3 separate regions of the Mus musculus genome follow, and regions 1 and 2 are each linked to region 3. The links are chromatin contacts, called in public Micro-C maps. All regions are on one chromosome and are shown on one strand. The core of a region is the stretch at or near the end of the contact, and the rest is flanking DNA. Distances in the headings are between cores, read along the strand shown.

What was found. A called contact is a pair of places that touch in the nucleus more often than the background predicts.
Region 1: a Micro-C map of embryonic stem cells shows a contact between it and region 3, with 9 times the contacts expected there. The contact joins the promoter of Hnf1b here to the promoter of Tmem132e in region 3. A contact is called at or near these places in 2 of 39 promoter capture datasets (both in embryonic stem cells), 3 of 484 Hi-C or Micro-C datasets (all in embryonic stem cells) and 1 of 115 datasets of contacts at active chromatin or transcription factors (embryonic stem cells).
Region 2: a Micro-C map of embryonic stem cells shows a contact between it and region 3, with 6 times the contacts expected there. The contact joins the promoter of Asic2 here to the promoter of Tmem132e in region 3. A contact is called at or near these places in 1 of 15 datasets of contacts at CTCF or cohesin (stem cell-derived epiblast-like cells), 5 of 484 Hi-C or Micro-C datasets (all in embryonic stem cells) and 3 of 115 datasets of contacts at active chromatin or transcription factors (astrocytes and embryonic stem cells).

What each region holds. Positions count from the first base shown.
Region 1 is chr11:83,849,184-83,854,144 of GRCm38.p6, reverse strand. Hnf1b (HNF1 homeobox B) reads right to left here and starts at 3,276. Exons shown (of 9, transcript NM_009330.3): 1 at 2,753-3,276. The coding sequence starts at 3,096. It overlaps Gm12576 (a long non-coding RNA gene), which reads left to right and starts at 3,514. Exons shown (of 4, transcript XR_388929.3): 1 at 3,514-3,638; 2 at 3,866-4,925.
Region 2 is chr11:81,151,423-81,156,066 of GRCm38.p6, reverse strand. Asic2 (acid-sensing (proton-gated) ion channel 2) reads left to right here and starts at 3,164. Exons shown (of 10, transcript NM_007384.3): 1 at 3,164-4,309. The coding sequence starts at 3,602. It overlaps Gm51910 (a long non-coding RNA gene), which reads right to left. Exons shown (of 3, transcript XR_003949744.1): 3 at 4,334-4,644.
Region 3 is chr11:82,386,433-82,391,255 of GRCm38.p6, reverse strand. It overlaps Tmem132e (transmembrane protein 132E), which reads right to left and starts at 2,356. Exons shown (of 9, transcript NM_001304439.1): 1 at 2,143-2,356. The coding sequence starts at 2,209. It overlaps Gm38577 (a long non-coding RNA gene), which reads left to right and starts at 3,816. Exons shown (of 3, transcript XR_880073.3): 1 at 3,816-4,300.

The sequences.
Region 1 (4,961 bases), core at 2,027-4,526, 1.5 Mb before region 3:
CATTTCTAACAGATACGAACCATAGCTTCAAAAGTTAGAGAAAACAGTATTTGGGTTTTAAAAATTACCACTGTATCGCTTTAACAGATCGTTTGGCCATTTTTCCTTTGTTTAGCTTCTTTACCGGTTATTCTACGTACCTAAAAAAAACCTAGCATAAGAGTGTGTTCTAAACGTGAGTGGTTCCGTGAAAAGGGGAATTAACAGCGAGATGATTAAGAAAAAAGAAAAACAAAACAAAAGAAAAACCGTTGAGACAAAACCTTCAGGCCCTGAATTAAAAATATTTGAATTGGGGGTTAAGATGGCGTAGTTATATCTTAAAAAACAAAAAAAAAAAAAAAAAACCTGAAAAACTAAAAAAAAAAAAACTTCTCGGATCCCAGAATGCCCCGCATATTCCCTACGGAAGAGAGCTCTGAGGCCCAGGTAAAGAGTTATTGGGAAATACAGTTTCCTCCCTAGGAGAAACTCGCTGTAGCGAGGAGCGCTCGGCCTTTGTAGAGCCAGCGCAGGTGTCAAAAGCAAACCCACAGTGGCCACAACGTCCAGCCCGCTCCTTCCTCAAGGGTGACTTTGCTTCCCAGGAGCAGAGACTCTCTGGGTCCCGGCTCGCGGGGAACCAGGGGCCTTGGTCCCTAGGTGGCCCACCAGGTCTCCTAAGCCCCTGGGGCACACCAGCCTCCGACCCGCAGCCGGGGAGCGCGCGACACCGCCGTTTGCAACCCTCCACTCTGGCCAGGTTCTTCCAGCCAGGGTAAAGGCGACCAGGCGCGCCACCGAGTGACCCTCCTCCCCCGCACACCTTTCTTTTCTTTCTGACTTACAGGGGAACAAGGGGGTGGAGCGGGAAGAGAAAAACAAAAGAGAGTGCCCGGTACCCTGCAGTCGGCTGCGCGGTGACCTGCGAGCCGCTAGCAATTTCTTGAAAAATTACTTTAATAAAGTCAGACGCTCCAGGCCCAGGGGAGGGAAGGCGGCACCAGCTTGCGAATGGGACAGAGCTTCAGGGTGTGCCCTGGGTCCTCACCCCAGCTAGAGTCTGGGCTCCTCTCCTTCTGCTCCCCATGGCTTGGGGGTGGGAAGAAGGCCCAGGTCCTAAGACCCCCGACTCAGAGACTCTGCGCCCGCAGAGCTCTGCGGGTGTCGGCTTCCCAGAGCAGCGCGGGGACCTGGGGGTGCGTCCCGTACCTCCGCGCGTGTGTCCGGCGAGCACCCCCTCCTGCGTTTTGATTTCCTTCCCTTTCTAAGCCGAGTTTACAACTTCACCAATGAATAACCCGCCTCTCTTTTCAACCTAATCACGTTTTGTGTACTTTCTGTTGATGATTTATAGGAATAAATTAATAACACCCCAACTCCACGTGCTGCAGTTTATGTTACATCTCCGCTCTGTCCAGCCCGGGGTGGGGACCACGGTGGAGAGGCGCCCTCGGCCTCCCGGGCTTCCCTAAGTCGGCTCCGAGGCGAACTAGACAGTGGCTCTCAGGAGGAAGGACCTAGGCCCCAGGGGGCTGGCGACGGGATGCCGGGTCCCTGAGCCAGGCCCCAGGATAAATTTTCTGCCAGCCTGCCGTCCCAAACCTTCCGAGGGGCTCGGTACCTCAGTCTGTACCCTCTACCCCTGACACCATCCAGGCCGCTAAACTCAGCCAGAGGGGGAAAAAAAAAATCATTGCTACGTGGAGAAACAGCAACGAAAGAAACCCAAGCTTTTAAATTAGAGCAAAATCATTTTAGGGGTTAAAAAAACAAAAAAAACAAAAAACTTTTAGAAGTCCTCCAGATTGCCTTGGCTAGAGGGCGAGCGGCCGGGTCCCCAAAGCGCAAATTCAAATGCAAGGTCATATCCCACCCCAAGCGCGCGCTGCAGGAGAGGAAGCCGAGCCAGGGAGGCCGCCACAGTCACTCCGGAACTCTGAAACTTTGAAGCCGCAGGGCTTAAGAGTCAGAGGCCACGCGAGGGGCTCCTTTCTGAAGCCAAGTGGCCCCGGAGCGACGCGCAGTCTAAGGGAGCCGCTTGGCTCCTTGGATAATTAGTAACTAGCTGTCAAAGCGTAGGCCCGGGCGAGAGGACCGGCAAGTGATCCCAGCCACCGGAGGGACCGCCAGCCAGCCTGGGCTCCCCTAAGCCTGCTGGGGTGTCGTTAGTGAGATGCGTACACGCCCACCTCTGCAAAAGGGCATGGTGGTCTTAGGAGCACCTATTCTCTCTCCCTTTGTTCATGGTTTCTTTTGCCCGGCACTGGTGACCCTACAACAAACTTTCCACTTTATAATTCTAAACTTGGCTCTGTAAGGACACAATCAGAGAACTTGCTTCCCAGGCCTCGGCCACTGATGCTGCCAGGTCTTTTGCAGAGAACTGCAGATCGCAGGGATTAATACGTGGCTTGGGGTTTGGGAAGTTTGGTGGGTCCGGGGGCAATTGCAGCCTTTTCGCTGCACCCACCAGCCCCTCTGGTCATGTGACCTAAGGCTCCGCACCTTCGGTTCTCGTGACTGGGTACCACCAACAAAGTGCCTGGGTCCAGGCTGCCCGCATAGGTGGAGGCAGACGAAGCCTGGGGGTTCCAGGTCGCCCGGTGGAGGGCCAGGTTCAATAGTTAGCAGAGAAGCGGAGTGCCCCCGGGCTATTTTTCCCGTGGGGAAGGGGCTTGGGGAGAGCAGTGTACACCTCATGCCTCCGGTGAGGGGCCGGGGACTCCAGAGACTGCTCGGGCTCCAGGGCGTACCTCGCTCGCTTGCCTACCTGAGCATCCGGTCCACCTCGGCCCGCTGCTCCGCGGCCTCCTCGGTGTTGAGCGCCTGGAGCTCTTTGAGGATGGGAGGAGTGTCATAGTCGTCGCCGTCCTCTGAGCCCTCGTCCCCAGACAAGCGGCCCTTGGCGTGGCCATTGGTGAGAGTATGGAAAACCGGCTTGGTGTCGAGATCCGCCCCGCTCCCGGGGGACAGGGGCAGTGTCTCCAGCTTCACCCCGAAATTCGGGGACGGCAGTAACTCCTCCAAGGCCTGGATCAGCACTTCCTTGGTGACTCCGGAGCTCAGCAGGGCACTCAGGAGTTCTTGCTGGAGCGACGTGAGCTTGGACACCATTTTCCAAGGACGGAAAAAGAAGGGGTTGAGGGGATGGGTGGGTGTGAGAGAGGAGGGTGGAGGGGAGTTTTACAAGAGAACTCCAAGTCCTGGAACCCCTCCACCCTTTAGCTTTCAGACACCTGTTACTCTCTGGGGTCCCGGAGACTCCTCCGAGAGGAGTCAGAAAACTTCTAACTTGCCATGATCTCCACCATTAGGCCATATAAGATATGCAAATGAGTGGGAAGGGCTCAGCTTTCGGCAAGATGCAAATGGTGGTGGGGAGGGGGGAAAAACCGAGAAAGTGGGAGAACCTAAGGGACAGTCCAACGGAGCGAGAGACTTGGGCCGGGATTGGGACTTGCCAGAGCCCATTCTACTCACGCTGGGGGGCTCCAAATCTTCTCTACCGATTCTGTTTATCAGCCAAACTTTAGGTGACCTTTGGACTGGTAAAGCAAGCGGCTTGCAGCCTGGGCTGGGTGGGGGTGGGGGACCTTTCCACTAGCGACAGGTTCGGCTTTAGTCCAGAAAGAAGAAACTGCGCTTCGGGGGTTCAGGTGAGAGAGCTGGACAAAGTTGGGGTGCCTTGGCAAGGGGGAGGGGGGGAGGGTGAGGAGAGCAGAAAGCCTCCAGGTTGTCTGCAGGTAGCAAGCCTGGAGATGTAGTCAGATGGTGGCGAATCAGATTCTTTGGGAATGGGCGCCAGGAATAAGAGTGGCTTTAGGCGCGGTTACAACGAATTGGAGGGACCCCATTTCTTTTTACCTCGGTTACTGCTCTCCAGGTCCTCCTCAGCTCCGCCTGGTAGTTTGGATTTGCCGGATTCCTGACCAGGACCGCGCGTTGTTAACGTGCTAGAGGCCTGCGGGACCCTTGAAAGGAGACGCCGATTCGTTTATGGCCAGAGGGAGTAGCGAAAGTGGAGCTCTGCCGCTGCAGGGCTCACCAGCTACCTGCCCCGCCAAGCCAAGGGGGAGCAGGACACCTGGAGCTCGCCTTCTGCCTAAACCCGGAACCCAACAGCGCCTGAGCTCTGCACCCAAAACTAGGGCTACGGAGTCTCCTTTCTAGTAGTGAATGTGTAGATTGACCTGTGGCTGGACCGACTGTTGCAGCTCTGGATTACCCAGGACCACTGTTTTGGTTCTTAATTCTAGGAAGTCCGTTGTACCGGGAGTTAAGAATCGCGCTCTATAAACACAAGTTCACTGTGGTGGTGGCAGGAGTCTTGTATGCCACCTAGAGCAGGCACCCCTAAAGCCACTGAAGAAAAAAAAATGTTTTTTCCCCCACCCAGGTCTGGTCCGGAAGGAAGCTCTGAGCCTTTCGGCACAGCACGGCAGGAGTTTCTGCCACATCTCCCCTGGGACCCGGAGAGGAAGCAAGGAGGCACAAGCCGCACCCAGACCTCCAGGCAGGGACCTGAGCTGCAGGGAAGGAAACTGCTTACACACACACACATACACACACACACACACACACACACACACACACACGCACACGCACACGCACACGCACACGCACACGCACACGCACACGCACACGCACACGCACACGCACACGCACACGCACAGGCACACACATTTCCCCAGGGTAGAGGCGGTTTTGAACCTCGGTTCTCTCATTTGTGAAATATATTCCTAATATCCAGGATACAGAAAAGCTGTAGACACGGAAGAAGACCACCTGTGCAAAGCTGGCTAACACCTGTGTACACACTTCCCCTGTCTGCGAAGATGGCAGGCCTGTTCCCAGTGGTTTGGAAGCTTAAGGTTCTCAGCATCCGGGCATTAGGGTTGGAAGAACTGGACAAAGAAAGACAAACGGTCAGAACCATCAGCAGGGTAAAGGAACTTCTAAGTACATTCTAAGTACATTGT
Region 2 (4,644 bases), core at 1,915-4,414, 1.2 Mb after region 3:
AGCTGCTTCCAGGCCTCTAGGCTACCACCTTGGCTAGAAGAGGTCCCTGAATTCCCAGGCAGGGATCCTCGGTCTAAGCCAGAATTATTAGAATAGGAGGTTTTTGTTGGGAGTACAGTACACTGGCACCTTCAGAACTTCCTGCCAAAGCCAACAACTGACAGGTGCTTTCAGGGAAACCAAATCCACAGCTGAATCTCAGCATTGCTCAGCAGCAACAGTTTCTTCTCCAGGAATATGAGCAAGGTAGTGGTGGCACACAACTTTCATCTCAGCACTCTAGCGGCAGAGGCAAGTAGATCTCTGAGTTTGAGGCCAGCCTGGTCTACAGTGCAAGTTTCAGGACAGCCAAAGCTACACAGAAAAACACTGTCTTGAAAAACAGAAGAAGGAGGAGGAGAGGAAGAAGGGGGAGGAAGAGGAAGAAGAGGAAAAAGAGGAGGAGGAAGAGGTGGAGGTCTTCAGGTATGTGTAGCTGTGCCCTAGAGAGTGAGCACGGACATCCATATACATAATACGTGTGCATCGTGTGTATATATACATGATTGTGAATGAATTCATTGTGGGTAATATATGGTTGTATGGTTGTGTATATTTATATACTGTGTGTATATATACACACAATATACAGTATGCATTGAATGCACATGCAAGATTGCAGCATGTATGTTTGTATGTATGTTCAAATGTGTCAAATTTTGTATTATGTGTCAAATGTATTTGTGCAGTTGTGTGAACCTGGTAGGGCATGTGTATATATAGTGTGTGCTTGGGTACATGGACATGTGTGCTGAGTGCATATGTGTGGTGTATGAATGGGAGATGAGGGGCTCAGAGACCATCTTCTCCAGTGTTTAGATACAAGGAGTTGCTTCATGGAAAGAAAGCCCCCAGGCCAGTGGGAATAGAATATCCACTCTAGTCCTCTGCATCCTTCATAGAAACCTCCTGGTCATTTCACAAATCTTCCTAAATCCCACAAAAGCTGTGAATTCACCTTTGTTCCCAAGTCTTTCGTCCTCCAGTTTCCTGTCCCAGAATTCTGATACTCCACTAACTGGGGTGTCTGTCTTCTTGTGCTTTGGGTCCTTCATCCATTCCATCTACTCTCAGAAATGTCTGGAAATTCTTTTATCCCAAAGGTAAGGAACTCGGAGGGCTGCCTGTCTCAGTGATGTTTAGAAAGTATGTGTAGAGTTCTTTTGTGAACCCTGCATGCCAAGGCAGCCATAAGAGCAGGACCCCAGAGGCCAGCCTGGTCTACAAAGTGAGTTCCAGGACAGCCAGGGCTATACAGAGAAACCCTGTCTCAAACAAAACAAACAAAACAAAACAGCAGGACCCCAGCCCTGATCCAGAGGCTGAAAACCACAAGACCCTCTGAGACAGTAAAAACTGTCAGGGCTTTGTGATCTGAGCCTTGAACCCAGCTAACCACTGCCCAACTGTGCCCTTTTGGGCAAGCTTTAGCCTCCCTCACATCACTTAGAAAATGGAGCCAGTTGTATCTAGAAACCACATTCAGTCCCCCCACCCCGACCGAAAGTTTAAGCAGAATATTTAAAAGGCAGTATCAAAAGTTTAAAATGTCCAGGAGTTATTGAAAGCCTTGGGTGCTTTGTGGAGTCTCTTGACTTGGGACGACATCCCCTTTCTTACTCTCCCTTCTCTTCACATCCAGGGAGAGCTACTTTTGCCTGGCTTAACACCTCCAGAGAAAGGGGTTGGGGCACTTGATAAATTTCTAGAGGCAGAAGAGAGGAGCTGTCCCCTTGAGTCCATCCTGCCACAAGTCCTGTAAGTTTTCCCAGTAACTGGTCACATAGCCCTTCCTAAAAGAAATTCATACACATGCAAATCGGAAACTATACTCATTCATACCCACAGCCAAGGATGTGCACACATAGAACATACAGCCCATCACAGGCACTCGTCTACTTATGACACATCCAGCAGCCGCAGCACATCAACCCACAGGCAGCTTCACGAATTGAAGACTTGGCACAAACGCCGGTTCACATATAAACAGTTCACATCCTACACACACCCCTGCACGACACCGCACTCACACTTGCTCAAGTGCCCACGCTGCACAGTCCCATCTCTCTCCAGCCCATTTCACACGCCCAGGCATCCCTTCACATTTCTTTGCACACGGCTTGCACATAAACACAGCATTCTTACTACTCTCCATCTCTTCCACAAGCCGGTACAACCGACCACATCTGTGCTGCCCCCAACCCCCCCCCCCCGCCCCAACATCCCCTGCAACTTCAACAAGAGGCTTCCCGCTTGGTGTGCAGCGGCCACAGTGGCCAGGAATTAAAATGCAGCAAGGAGGAGCCGGGAGCGTCAGAACCGCGTCTCCAGGAGCGCACAGCGCTCGCCTCGGCCGCCGCCGCCCCGCCCGCCCGGAGCCGCGGGGCCAGCGAGCGCAGTAGCAGGTGCTCAGAGCCCAGCAGCGCCAGCCGCGCCAGCCTCGCGCGGCTGCTGCCCAAGTTCGCCCGGGGCCCGAGGAGGGCCGGGCTACCGAGAGAGGAGAGCAGCCGCCGCCACTGTCACCGCCATCGTGGACTTGGAGTCTTGAGAGGAGACGGGCCCACCGGAGCTGCGAGCTTCGATGAGCAGCGAGTCCGGATCAGCCTCAGGAGGTGTTGCTTGGGCTCCGCAGTTCCCAGCTCCCGTCTCCCAGAGAGAATAAGAGGCAAGGAACAGCATAGCCGGGTTTTTCTAAAGACGATCCGTGCCGAGAGGAAAAGCGATAGTTTCCCAGCACCAGCAACCTTGGAGGGGCCCAGCAGCGAGCAGCTTTCCGCAGGACGCCTTGAGAAGCCCCCGCCCCAGACGACAGTAGACACCCCGCGGGACTCAGGACTTGGGGAAGCCTGGGAGCGTCTCAGCAGAAAGCAGCTCCGGCAGCCGTGAGAAAGAAGGGTCCTGGAGGAAAGGGAAGGTGCAAGTCGCCACTCGGCGACCACTCACCCCAGTACACACCCACCCCACCCGCCGAGCCTGGAGCCGCGGAGTGCCTCTGGGGGCGCTCGTTCCTTGGCGCCTTCCCTCGCATGTCCCAGCACCACTGGGCTAAGGGCCAGACTAGTGGGGTCCCCGGGACTGGCCAAACCAGGCATGGTGGCCCAGTGGTCTCTCTCTCAGGATCAGCGTAAAAACTGGGGTTAGTCCGTGCAGGGGGGACTCATCTCAGGGTCCCCCGAGGTCCAGGACCAGGATAGGTCGGCGGGCACAGAGCCCAGGGATTGGAGAGGCGGCTCCCAATGGGGCCCCTCCGGAGGTAGTGCCCAGTGACTCTCGTCCTTCTGGAAGACTCGGGGCCAGCAGAGCCTGGGGGTGGGGGGTAGTTAGGAGAGGCCAGAGCTAGGGGCGGCGGGCCGAGGCGGCACTCAGTCCCGGGCGAGCGCCCGCGGAGGCGGCGGCGGCGACGCCGGGAGGGCATGCCGCGCCACCGGAGCTCCTGTCGGGAGCAGGCTTCCCTGGCACAAGCTGCGCGCGGCTGCTGCTGCTCCCACTGCTGCTGCGGACTCCCATGGCGGCTCCGCCCGGCCGGGGCCGCCGCCGCTGTCGCCAGCCTCGGGCTGAATGAATGAGCCGGAGCGGCGGAGCCCGGCTGCCGGCGACCGCGCTCAGCGGCCCGGGACGCTTCCGTATGGCCCGCGAGCAGCCGGCGCCCGCGGCGGTGGCGGCAGCTAGGCAGCCCGGGGGCGACCGGAGCGGCGATCGGGAGCTGCAGGGGCCAGGGGTCGCCCGCAGGGGGCGGCCGTCCCTGAGTCGCACTAAATTGCACGGGCTGCGGCACATGTGCGCGGGGCGCACGGCGGCGGGAGGCTCTTTCCAGCGGCGGGCGCTGTGGGTGCTGGCCTTCTGCACGTCCCTTGGCTTGCTGTTGTCCTGGTCCTCGAACCGCCTGCTCTACTGGCTCAGTTTCCCGTCACACACGCGAGTGCACCGCGAGTGGAGCCGCCAGCTGCCGTTCCCCGCTGTCACCGTGTGCAACAACAACCCCCTGCGCTTCCCGCGCCTCTCCAAGGGGGACCTCTACTACGCGGGCCACTGGCTAGGACTGCTGCTGCCCAACCGCACCGCGCGCCCGCTGGTCAGCGAGCTGCTGCGGGGCGACGAGCCGCGCAGACAGTGGTTCCGCAAGCTGGCCGACTTCCGCCTCTTCCTGCCGCCGCGCCACTTCGAGGGCATCAGCGCTGCCTTCATGGACCGTCTGGGCCACCAGCTGGAGGACATGCTGCTCTCCTGCAAGTACCGGGGCGAGCTCTGTGGCCCGCACAACTTCTCCTCAGTGAGTTGCCCTCCGCGCGAACCCGCCCTTTCTGACCCCGCGCTTCCCAGGAGTCCTGAGGCTCTTAGGTGGGCCCCAGGGACTGGACACCAGGCCCCTGTGAGTGTCACTACTTCCTGACTGGGTGTCACCTCTCCTCAGTGCCCAGGAAGAAGCCACTCTCGAATCCCCTGAGTCTTCAGGTGGTGGGAAACTTGGGCTTGGCTCTGTCTAGGAAGTCATCTTAATGCTGTTAGCGTCTCCTTGTACAGTTCCTTCCGGTGTCAGCTCTCAAACTCCTCCTTCTACTCTCTGTGGTCCCTTCTCTAAATAGTGACCCACACACACACCCGAGG
Region 3 (4,823 bases), core at 1,107-3,606:
AGGTTGGCAGGAGGAGCATTAGGCAGTCGGTCCTGCAGGATGAGGGCCTGAGGCTCAGGTTTGATTTGTTTTTACGAGATGTATTTCTCTCATTTTGCTCTCGCTTGTTGTGGGATGAGAGTAGAACTGGGGCTATGGCTTGACAAAGGGACTTTAGATCTCAGAGAAGGACTTAGAAAGGGAGCTAGGAGTGGGGACAAAGTGGTACTGCCTCCACTATCCTTCCTTCCGCAAGTCGGTACCTCTGTCTTGAGCATGCCTGCACGGTGCTAGCATTGTGTGTGTGGACAGGTTATGGATGACCGTCCCTGCTCAGTGCTCTGGGACACCCTAGGCCCAGGGACAGCCGGGAGCCCTAGATAAAAGGCTCACAGCTGGCAAGACGCTCCAGAAGGCCTGCCTAGGGCAAAGACTTGGGAAGCAGACAGTTCTGGCAGGTCAGGAAGAACAGATCTGTGGCTGGGCCTGAGAGTATGCTAGTGAGTAGCTGGGACCTAGGGACAGCAACTGAGCTACCCAAGGGCCAAAATGACCTGGGAATGGAGCTCCAACAAGGGCAAGAGCCATGCTTAGACAAGAAGCCTGCTAGGCTGAGCTTTAGGACTCCACCAGCCCCACACAGCTGTCTTACCCTTACCCACTGTCAACCATCCTGGGGGGGGGGGCGGGATGAAGATTTCTCTCTGGCTGCATCCCTAGTCACAACTCCATACCTTATTCCTGCTGGTCAATGCCTGCTCATTGCTCCCGTGAAGAATCAAGAGAAAAGCAATCCCCAGGGAATCCAACCAAAGGCAAAACAGCTTACTCCACAGCAGGAGAAACCCAGACACCCAGAGGAGCTTCAGCTTGTTCCCTTCTGCCTCCTAGCTCTTGGGCCCTATGATTCCTTGAGACCACTTTCTCTTTACTCTTTCAACCTTGAAAATACACCCTACTCGGGGCGAGGGGCGCGGAGGGGGGTTCGTTGCGGAGCAAAAACGAATTAAGAGACCGTGGGGAGGTTCACAGCACACTCAAATCAGGCTGCCAGGGACTGCACAGATTCGGGCAAAAGCTGACCACTACAAACGGACGGTTCTCTCAAACATCCAGATGGCTCGCTCCACTAAGGCCTTCTCCAATTCTGTCCTTGGCTCACCCTCTCGGGAGTGGGGCATCAGAGTCTTATATCCCTAGCTAGTCCTTTGCTGGTTGGGGAATTGTCCCGGGTCAGCTGGTTTCACTTGGGCGCAGCAGAGGGCCGCTTCCCCGCCGCCCCTGCCCCCTTGCTTCCACAGCTCCCTTTCTCTCGTTTAGGTTTGCGCCCCTCTCCTCCTGGAGCATCTCCAGCTTGCGGAAGCCCGCCGCAGCGCCCTCCTGGCTCATCTTGAGTTCCCACTCTGGGTGGGGGAGGTTGTCCTACTACCCCCTGCCTCCAACCTTCATATCCCCCATCTCACTGCTGGGGCGCACCATCCCCGGGTTCCTCCCTCCGTCACCCCTTTCCGGCAGAGCCCAGAGCCCAGGGCGAGCCTGGGGAGCAGACGCAACAGATTGCAGAACGCTGGAGCGCGGCCCCGCTGCCTTCGCGCGCCGCCAGTCTCCCGGCCCGCGCCCGCTGCCCAGACCCCCGCCCGACTTGCTCTGCGAGCCGGCCGGCCATTGAGATGCTGCTCACAAGCCTCCCGGGCCCCAACCGTGCGCGTCCCTGTCCTAGGCCCGCCGCAGGAAGCCAGACAGCCGGCGGCACGGCCCGCACCCGCCTGCGCGCCGGGCCCGGAAGCCGCGATCTCGCCGGTCCCAGTGGTCCCCAGCCCCTCGCGCTGCATGGGGAGCTGCGGCCGGGTACCCGAGACTCGACCTAGCTGATCTCTCGCACCCCTCTAGATATCCGTGAGCTGACACGCCCCCAGGGTCTCGGGTTTTTCCCTGAATTCTAACTCTGAGACCGAGGAATCTACCCCCCCCCCGCCCCAATCTCCCCTGGACCGACCTCGGTCCCCTCAGCGGACTCCCGCTGCAGCCGGGAACCGTGCTGGTAGCGACGGCGGAGAGTCCAGGGGAACACTGGGATGAGGTGCTCCTTCCTTCGGTTCTCTCTGCGCCCCCTCCAGGGGCGCCCGCCGCATCTTCACCCCGAGTCTGCGCCGCGACACTTACCGTGGGCGAGCAGCACAGAGAGGCAGAGTAGGGCGGCGCCGCGGCGGCCCGACATCCCTGGGGCCATGGCCGAAGCGGGGGCAGGAGGGGTCCGAGGGTGTAGAGATCCACGGCGAATTGGTCTCAGGCTGGGCTCGGTCGCCTCCAACTCACTGGCGCCCAGCTGTGTCTGTTGAGGCTTCGGGGGCCAGAAAGCGCAATTCGGGGACACTTTGAGGGGAGGGGCGTCCCGGGCACCACCGGCTACACCCTCGGAGCCGGCGGGGGCGCAGCTCGGGGCGGGAGGAGTCTCCACCTCCCCGGGCTGGTGCCCCCTGCAGGATCTGCGAGGAGAGGGGGGAGCCGCACGTGCGGTCCCAGGGCCCGGTGGCCACCAACGTCCCGGTGGCTGCCGAGGGCCGCGTGCCGAAGCCCCTGGCCTCGCCGCGCCGCTCAGATCCGTACTCGCTCGTAGGTACAGAACCCCAACGCGAACTCGAATCGCCTCGGTTTCGGTGGTAACCCCACATGCACAGCGCGGCTTTCTTCCTCTCCCAAGCGCCCTGCAGCAGTAGGGAAAATCCCAGGTCGGGAGGAAACGGATGATTTCTTTCGCAAAGAGAGAAAATCCAGGCAACTTTAATCCATCCGGGGAAGGAAAAGTTTCCTTGCAGGGATGAGACAGGCGACGCGGGTCGCCACCACCCTAGGCGACGCCCAGACGAAACGTCTGAGGTGGGGGACCAGATGTTTGTCCCTTCGCAGTGCTCGGTCTTGGACTCCAGCACTCTCTCCAGTCTCGACCGGGGTCTGCGCTAGCACAGGCCAACTCGGCGCCGCCTGGCCAGGCTGGGGTTCGGTGGCTGGAGCAAGGGTGGAGCTCTAGGCACTCGCTGCCCCATGGAGATGAAGCTAGGAGAAGCGAAGGAGCGGAAGCGCCAGCTAAGGCGCCCCAGCTCGAGCCGTTTCTTCCCAGAGCGTCTCCTCCAGTATCCAGCCCGTAAGCGTTGTAGGATGAGAGATGGGGTGGTCAGCCCTCGGCAGCACCGGCTACCCTTTTCTTTCCTCTCCGGTAGGGTGTCGCTGTCTCAGCACAGGGGTACCTTGCCCCGCCTCACACCTCTCCTCGCTTTCCCGGGGGAACCTACACAAACCTTGAACTTTTCCGAGGTTCACAGTCTCCGATCCCTCGTCCTACCCATCACCCCCGCCTTGCCCCTGGACACCCGCTCGCCCGTTGCCTCGGTGCGGCAGGGCACAGGCTGTCGCTCTTTCGGAGTCAGTCTGGGCGAGTAGATCGCCGCTCCAGTCCCAGCTACGGGTGGCAAGAAGCGGGAGCGCGGCCAGTGGGCTAAGGCAACCGCACCTGCGCAGCCCCTGGCCGGAGAGGCAGCAGCGGGTACCTAGGCGGCCTAGAAAAGATAGAGATGCCGATAGGGGTCCAGCTCTCCTTGGACGTGGGGTTGGGGAAGAAGAAGAATCAAGGACCAGAGGAAAAAAAAAAGAGGCGGGGGAGCCACAGTTGACCGAAGCAGTCGCTGCCACCTCCACGGCGCTCCTCGGTAAATGGTTGAAGAAAGACACACACACACACTGATGCTCGCTGCCCTCCTCCTCGGTCCGGCATCCAGCGCCCACCAGGACCGTAGCGGGCGGGCGCCCAGCTTGGCGCGCTCGCTCCCTTTTCCTCCCTCCCCTCCCAGATTCCCCGTGATCACGTGGCCCCGGAGCGCGCAGCCCACGGCTCGCGCGCCACGGAGACTTCCCCCTCCCCCGGCTCCCCTGTCTGTCCACGTGTCCATTCCGCATTCCCAGCCTGGGGGCGCGCGCGGCTCCTTAATGAGAGCCGGCCCAGGGCTGGCCTCGCCGTTCAGTTCTACTCCGCTTTACATTTAATTTTTTTCCCCCTCTGAGATTAAGGTTGGTGCGATCCGAGAGGGGTCGGTCGGCTGCTGCGACTGCGGTTCTCCTGAGCAGACGCCACAGCCGAAGCCGACCGAGGTCCCTTTTCAGGGAATGCCAGCTCCCCGCAGGGTGCCGGAGATGTTTTCGGTGGTTCTATCCGAGGCGCGGGTAGGGGGCAGCCTCCCACAGCCTCTGAGTCCTCCTGGGTCTGCAGGGCACCCGGTGGGAATCAGACAAGCTGCCGCGCCCAGCTCCTCTGGTTGGAGCTCCTCGGGTAAGAGGCAAGGGGCGCCGCTGGAGGCCGAGGAGAGACTTGCCTCTGCCTACAGGTTGTTTTGCAAACCTCTGAAAGGTGTCCGGGCGCGGAGGTGGGTGGGTGGGTGCGAGAAACTGCCCCTCTGTACTCTCACCCAGTCATCAGCTGAAGAGAGGGGGGTGTGAGGCAGACATTCACTCCCACCATCGCGCCTTTTCCATTAGAACGCAACCCAAATCAGACCCGACCGTCAACCGCCAATAGTCAATCAGGCATGAGATCAATGGCAATGATCTGACAGCATTATTGGATGTCACGAGGGAATCCTGAGAGGTCTGATCTCTATCAGTCCTACTCTGGAGGGGCAGTCTCTTGTCCCATGGGCATAGCCCATAGTGAGAGAATAGAACTTGAGAGTCACCCGTTATACCAGATGGAGTATGGGCTAGACAGATCAGAGCAATGGCTGGTGGGACTCTCCGTCTACACTTTATCTGTCATACTCGGGTCTTTTCTAGCCTTCCTGATCCTGTGAGTGTCC